2 separate regions of the Danio rerio genome follow, and region 2 is linked to region 1. A link is a contact called in public Hi-C data. All regions are on one chromosome and are shown on one strand. The core of a region is the stretch at or near the end of the contact, and the rest is flanking DNA. Distances in the headings are between cores, read along the strand shown.

The links. Hi-C and Micro-C count contacts between places; a contact is called where the count stands out from the background.
Region 2: a Hi-C map of hematopoietic stem cells shows a contact between it and region 1, with 2.4 times the contacts expected there. The contact joins the promoter of dnlz here to the promoter of rapgef1b in region 1. A contact is called at or near these places in 2 of 18 Hi-C or Micro-C datasets (caudal fin and hematopoietic stem cells) and 1 of 4 datasets of contacts at active chromatin or transcription factors (embryo).

Annotation. Positions count from the first base shown.
Region 1 is chr21:4,990,686-4,994,236 of GRCz12tu, reverse strand. It overlaps rapgef1b (Rap guanine nucleotide exchange factor (GEF) 1b), which reads right to left and starts at 2,290. Exons shown (of 27, transcript NM_001328346.1): 1 at 2,037-2,290. The coding sequence starts at 2,064.
Region 2 is chr21:5,125,813-5,129,407 of GRCz12tu, reverse strand. It overlaps dnlz (DNL-type zinc finger), which reads left to right and starts at 2,311. Exons shown (of 3, transcript NM_001080648.1): 1 at 2,311-2,675. The coding sequence starts at 2,418.

The DNA of each region.
Region 1 (3,551 bases), core at 1,041-3,540:
AAGCGCGTAGCCGTGCATTTATACTTCTGCACGCTGTTTCGGTTGCAGAAATGCAAAATACCCACCCAGTCTTCTGTATTCACGAAAATCACATCAGTGACAGATTTTAAGCACAATATGACAGATTGTAAGCATGTGTCTCAAACACAATAATTCAACATCAGAATTAATGATCAGGACAAATCTAAAGTCTGTTCAAGTCCACTATTCCAAGTCTATACAACATTGAGCATTTTAACCAACAGTACAGCTACACAAAGCCTATTGCTGTTTTACAACATGTTTGAGAATAACAATAATAATAGCTCACTCATATTAACCTTTATTTTACATCTACACAATCGTGAGAAAATCGTCATCTTTATTTTAGGCTAAAAAAAAAAATCACTATTCTCATTTTAGCCAGAATCGTGCAGCTCTACAATATCTATATTATGACTACTTAACCTTTGTTTTAAAAACATAACCTTTGTTTTACTTATATTAATGACTATTTCTTTACGTCAAACCACAATTTCAATTTATTAATTTCTGTTTTAATCAACTCTATACGTTTTGGCAAAGTATCCCCTGAACAAAAGACACTTGTATCATCTTCAAATAAAATCTTATTAATCCTATTTATTTTTGCAATTTCTCTGATTCACTCCTCTACATTAATCCAATCAAAGTTAATGATTTTATTCTAAATAGAGCCGTTCAAGTCATCTGCACAAATTGTATTCACATCACAATATAAATTGCAGCAAAATAAAATATCGCAATGTCAGATGTTTCCAATATCGTGCAGCCCTAAGGACCTTTATTTTTTATTCATTCATTTTGCTTTCAGCTTAGTCCCTACATTAATCTGGGGTTCGCCTCAGCGGAATGAACCGCCAACTTATCCAGCATATGCTTTACCCAGCAGATGCCCTAAAAGCTGCAATCCATCACTGGGAAACATTCATACACCCCATTGTTAATGTTTACATACCGCAAAATGGTCTATATCAGGGATGTCCAAACTCGTGTCCTGCATAGTTTAACTCCAACTTTCTTCAAGACACCAGCCTGGAAGTTTCTAGTATACCTAGAAAGAGCTTGATTAGCTGGTTCAGGTGTGTTTAATTGGGGTCGGAACTAAAATATGCAGGACACCGGCCCTCCAGGACCACGTTTGGACACCCCTGGTATATATTGTGTGTATTGTTGTTGTAAATTACTGCACGCAAGGAGTATCTTGTAATTGTACAAATTAAATTATCAATACATTATTTCTCATACAATATATTATTTTAAACTACTATAACGTCAGTAAAAGTCACTTTGAGAGTAACATTTTCGAAATTAAAAATCGGCAAAACACATTAAGGTCTAAAAATACTACTCATAACAATAAATAAACTACTTTTCACTAAATATGGAACCTGTTAATTAACAGATATATAAATTACAGCGCACACTTAACAAAAAAGACTTCTGCTGCTTGTTTAAACTACTAAATGAGTTAAAAACAACACAATTCTTACGTTTTTTATTTAGGACAAAAATGTTTAATTGGTTAATTCCACTTAAATTTGTAAAAGTATTAAGCTAACTTAATTTGTGTTGGGACACCGCAAAGAAATTGTGTGGAACTCATCCTTTACAACTCACTGTTGCACACTCTTGAGTTCACTTATTAGTGTGAGTGAAAATCAGCCTGTGAGAGTCTGAGATTGACAACAGCAGCAGGCTAGGGAGTCTCAATGTTACTCTACAGTTTGCACGTGTTTATCCAATAATAAAAACATTTAATCACACATATAAAATTGTTTTTGTGATTGTTTGCTGCTAGTCTCGGTTTTAAAAAACAACGTTTAAATGTCCCCTCATCAGAAACGAGCGCTTGCTAACACACACACTGATTTAGGTTATCCCACATCCATTTCTGGCTCCAAATAAACATTAGAGACTCCTGCCTTTTGGTGCACGTTTTATTTAAGCACTGAAAGAAGATTGGAAAGCTGTGAAGGTGAATTACACCCAAGGCCTACACACCCAAACGGGCTTACCGTGCTTGCTTTCTATTTTCCCCGACATGACGGCAGCGCTGGCCGGAGCCAATCCTCAGTTTGGACACTCACAGGAGGACAAATTTGGGGGTTGAGGCCACGGTTATCCTGAATTGTGTTCGTCAGCCACACATTTTGATGCAGCGGGTCCGTGTGGATGTAAATCCCTGGTGAAAATGTGGAAGAAACCGTTCACATGCACACGCTGGCGACGGACAGACAGTGAAAGCGACTGCTGATGTGTGTGTGTGTGTGTGTGTGTGTGTGTGTGTGTGTGTGTTCGGGACGATCCATTGGGATGCGAACACAGCGCCGACTTCTGACTGGAATCACGAGCTACAGGGATAAAAAGGGATTTTTCGGGATCCAGACTGACTGGAATACTGCTAAAACATGTATCCTGTCGTAATTTAGTCTTCCTCGTGCCATTCATCAGGTCAAATGCGTGGAACATGAAATGAGATGTTTATTAGAATGTTCGTGCTGCTCTTTTCTGCATAATGCACACTTTTATTGATTTTTTCCTCTTGTTTCTAATTCAAATATCTAAGCATTTGTCAGTCAAAAAGCTTTTCCAAGACAAATAAAACATTGTTTTCACAAATAATAAGTCAAAATGATGTGAGTTTTTATTTAAAAAAGCAAAATTATCAGCCGGTGTGGTAAGATTACTTCACATTTAAAAGAAGCTTGTTTTACTTACAACATTCGCAAATTTGACCTTTTTTTTTTTAGAGGAAAAACTAATTTAATCTTGACTACTAAAGGTATACATACAGGCTCAAATTATTATTATTTATTATTTTTACATAATATCTACATAAAATATATAGCCTAATTACATCTATTAAAAAATTTCTACTTATTTTGATTAAAATTATATTAAATTTTTAATTTATTAATTAGTTTTTTTTTTTCCTTAGGCTTAGTCTCTTTGTTCAGGGGTTGCCACAGCGAAATGAACTGCCAACTTATCCAGCATGTTTTACCAAAGACCATAGAATACAAAAGGGACTGCATTAACACAGCGGATGCCCTTCCAGCTGCAACCCAGTACTGGAAAAATCAAGATTATTTAAATGAATTTCTAAAATTGCACGTTTTTACGTAAATTATTTTAAAATGAAGAGCTTTCAAGACATATAAGCTAAACAATAAACATAAGTACTAGGTGTAGAACAATCACACTAAAGTAGAATAGTGGCCATCTTCCGCCATCTTGCGGATGAATTATAAAATCACACCCCTTTTTTAAAGTACTGGCTTTATATATTTATTTGTGATAATAGGCTATATCATGAACACTTGAACTACGCTATGCTAATTTATTTATTTATAGCTTGATCATTCACGTCTGTTTGTCATATAAAATAACTGCAATGAAAGTTAATTAGAGACTCGTTGTGGCAAGTTTGTCGAGACCAAAGTAATTTCTAAATACATATTAATTATTTTAGCAAACAATTAATCCCTGCCGTTTCTGTGCTTTTACAGTATCTTAACCTCCACCGCTAG
Region 2 (3,595 bases), core at 1,062-3,561, 140 kb before region 1:
TAAGCTGTGTGTGTACCATGTTTTTGGACTTGTAGGGTAAACTGGAGCATCCGGAGGAAACCCATGCGAACTCCACACAGAAATGCCAACTGACCCAGTTGAGGCTCGAACAAGCGACCTTCTTGCTGTGAGGCGATTGTGCTACCCACTGCTAATATATATATATATATATATATATATATATATATATATATATATATATATATATATATATATATATATATGTGTGTGTGTGTGTGTGTGTGTGTGTGTGTGTGTGTGTGTATATAGAAGAGAGAGAGAGAGAGAGAGAAATGAAATCAATTATAAAAGTACATATATGTAGACATTTTGTTTTCATAATCCAGATTAATGTAGATAAAATTATTAATTATACATCTATTATTAAAAGTTTATTTTTTATTATTCAAATTGTATTTTTACAATTTGTGACAACATTTATAATCAATCCCCTGTGTTATTTTACAAATATGATATATATTATTATTATTATTAACCTGGGGTATGTCTTTTAATTAACTTTGATATAATTAGATTTTTTTTCCTTCATTTTTTATTCTATGATTAAATATATTTACTTAAATTAATTTTTCCTAACATTAAATAACAAATATCCGACACATGGGTAAATCCTCAGGTCTGAAAGCTGCGCGAGATCGTTACTAGGCAACGACAGCATTCACTCATTAATATTCATGAGGCTGGTGTTTGCCATAGTATGATTTGTACTGCGGCTCGATGACTGAACCGCGCTGATCCTGCACGAGCGGGCGTGACTTTGACGCAGGGCGGAGCAGCGGCGCAGACGATCCTCCTGCCATGAAGGTCGTTTTTTTTAGTCGCGTTTGTATTTACTGTAACCGAAGGAACTGTCGCAACACACTGGGGGAGCCGGAGAGAAACTCACAACTGCTGAATAACGGAAATATGAGGTCACTCACTGTATGACGTCAGAAAGGGCTTTCAACAACTTTAGAATGCGCGTTCTACACATCAAAGGCACAAAAGCAGTCTGTGGAATGTTTATAATGTTGTGGAAAGCATAGAATGATAATTAAAAGATAATAGAATTATAATAGAATTATAATCATGATTACTTTACGGATCTATATGGACATATTTTTAATATTTTAATATTTTAATTATAAAAAAATATACAATAATTATCAGATTATTCATAATCATCATCATCATCATAATCAAAGTTTTAATAATACACACTTACGGTCCAAAACACACAAACGACTCAAACAACAAAGAAATTAAAACAGATTTTTTAAAACTAAAAACATATACTTATAAATAAATAAATAATCATGATAACCATAATAATTACAGGCGTCTCAGTGGCGCAGTGTGTAGCACGATCACCTCACAGCTAGAAGGTCACTGGTTTGAGCTGGTTCCCCACAGTCCAAAGACATGCGCTTAAGGTGAATTGAATAACTAAACTGGCCATAGTGTATTAATGAAAATGAATAATAATAATAATAATAATAATAATTATTATTATTATATATTCATTATACATTTTCCTTAGTCCCTTATTGGTCAAGGGTCGCCACAACAGATTGAACCGCCCAGAAACATAATTATTATAAGTATTATAAGATATTAAATTATATAAATTACTTTTTAAAATCTTAATATATTGTACTAAAATAAATATTATAACAAACAATTATATTATATTAAAATGTGTATAAGTATAATTCTAAAATAAACGGTATATGTAAGTGCTTAATATTATATTGTATACATTTGTCATCATATATATTATTAATTTTATATGCAAATAGAACATAATAGTTGAATATGCTTTTAGATATTTATTATAAGTTATTTATTTATAGTATGTTTATGGAATTATTATCATGCAATATAAACATCTAATAAATGTTTTATTATAATAATTTATAGATCTTATTTACGTATTATAAAATAAAGTTAGTAAATAATATAATAAATTGTTTAAGAACAAATGCTATATATATATATATATATATATATATATATATATATATATATATATATATATATATATATATATATATATATATATATATATATATATATATATGTGTGTGTGTGTGTGTGTGTGTGTGTGTGTTCAGGACAATGTGACAATTACTAAATTATTTGTTGTTTGATAATCATTTACAATTTATTTTGTTACTTTCATTTATAATATGCATTTATAATACACAAATAACCACTAAACCACTGACTGTACATGACCACGGGAAAACAAACTGATGTAATCCACATGTAAACATAGCGGGCGGGGCTTCAAGCCTCTGCATGTCTGACGTCATCAGCAAGCGACGAGCGATTGTATTCAACTCGCTGCGAGCAGAAATGTCAAATATCGTTATTAGGAAAGCAGCGGGTGTTAAAATAGAATAAAAGTTAGGACAATGAACTCTCGACTGTGTTACTTGTTATTCAGACCGAGATTACTCCGATCACGTGGTGCGGGAGTCCTGTCAGTGCCCGAAACACAGCGAATAGCCAGAGTAACACATGAGGAGTCAAACAGCGCCTTCACTAACTCAACACTGAGGTCTGATGTGGGACACGATGCAGGATTAGGATTGAGTTTCTGCAGGAGTTTCTCCACCGAAGCCATCGGACAGCTGCAGTCCACACACTATCACCTGGTATACACCTGCAAAGTAAGACGATTCCTAACTCTTCCGTGAGGAAAACTTCACACTAACTTACTTAAAGGGGACCTATTATCCTTGTCTCTGATGTCTCTAGAGCAGGGGTCACCAATCTCGGTCTTGGAGGGCCGGTGTCCCTGCAGGGTTTAGCTCCAACTTGCCTCAACACACCTGCCTGGATGTTTCAAGTATACCTCGTAAGATCTTGATTAGCTTGTTCAGGTGTGTTTGATTAGGGTTGGAGCTAAAATCTGCAGGACACCGGCCCTCCAGGAGCAAGTTTGGTGACCACTGCTCTAGAATGTGTGTGTGACGTTGCAGCTCAAAATACAACATTAATAATGTTTTATGACTCTTTAAATCTTCCTCTTTTAGGTTTTGATCCTAATTGTGGCGTTTTGGTGACTGTCGCTTTAAATTTATTTACACTATAACCAACAACACTTAGCGCATCCATTCACTTGCTTTTCACACTGATTGAACAAACTGTGCATACTGATGTTTTGATTATGTTATTTTGGTCACACTTCACAATAAGGTTCATTAGTTAATGTTAATGAATGCATTTACTAACATGAACAAACAATGAACAATACATTTACTACTGTATTTGTTAACTCATGGTGCATTAACTAATGTTAACGAGCACGGACTTGGATGTTAATAATGCATTAGTAAATGATCAATTATGATTAATAAATGCTGTACATGTGCTGTTCATGATTAGTTCATGTTAGTAAATGCATTAACCAATGAACCTTATTGTAAAGTGTTACCGTTATTTTCAATTGTGTTAAAATAAATATTCTTTTTGATTATATTTCTGTCGTGTCCCTCAACATTACATCTTTGAGCTAGTGTCTGATTTTCATGCACAAGATGGAGGTACATCAACATACAGAAATCAAAGTCTCAGCAGCTCATTTTCA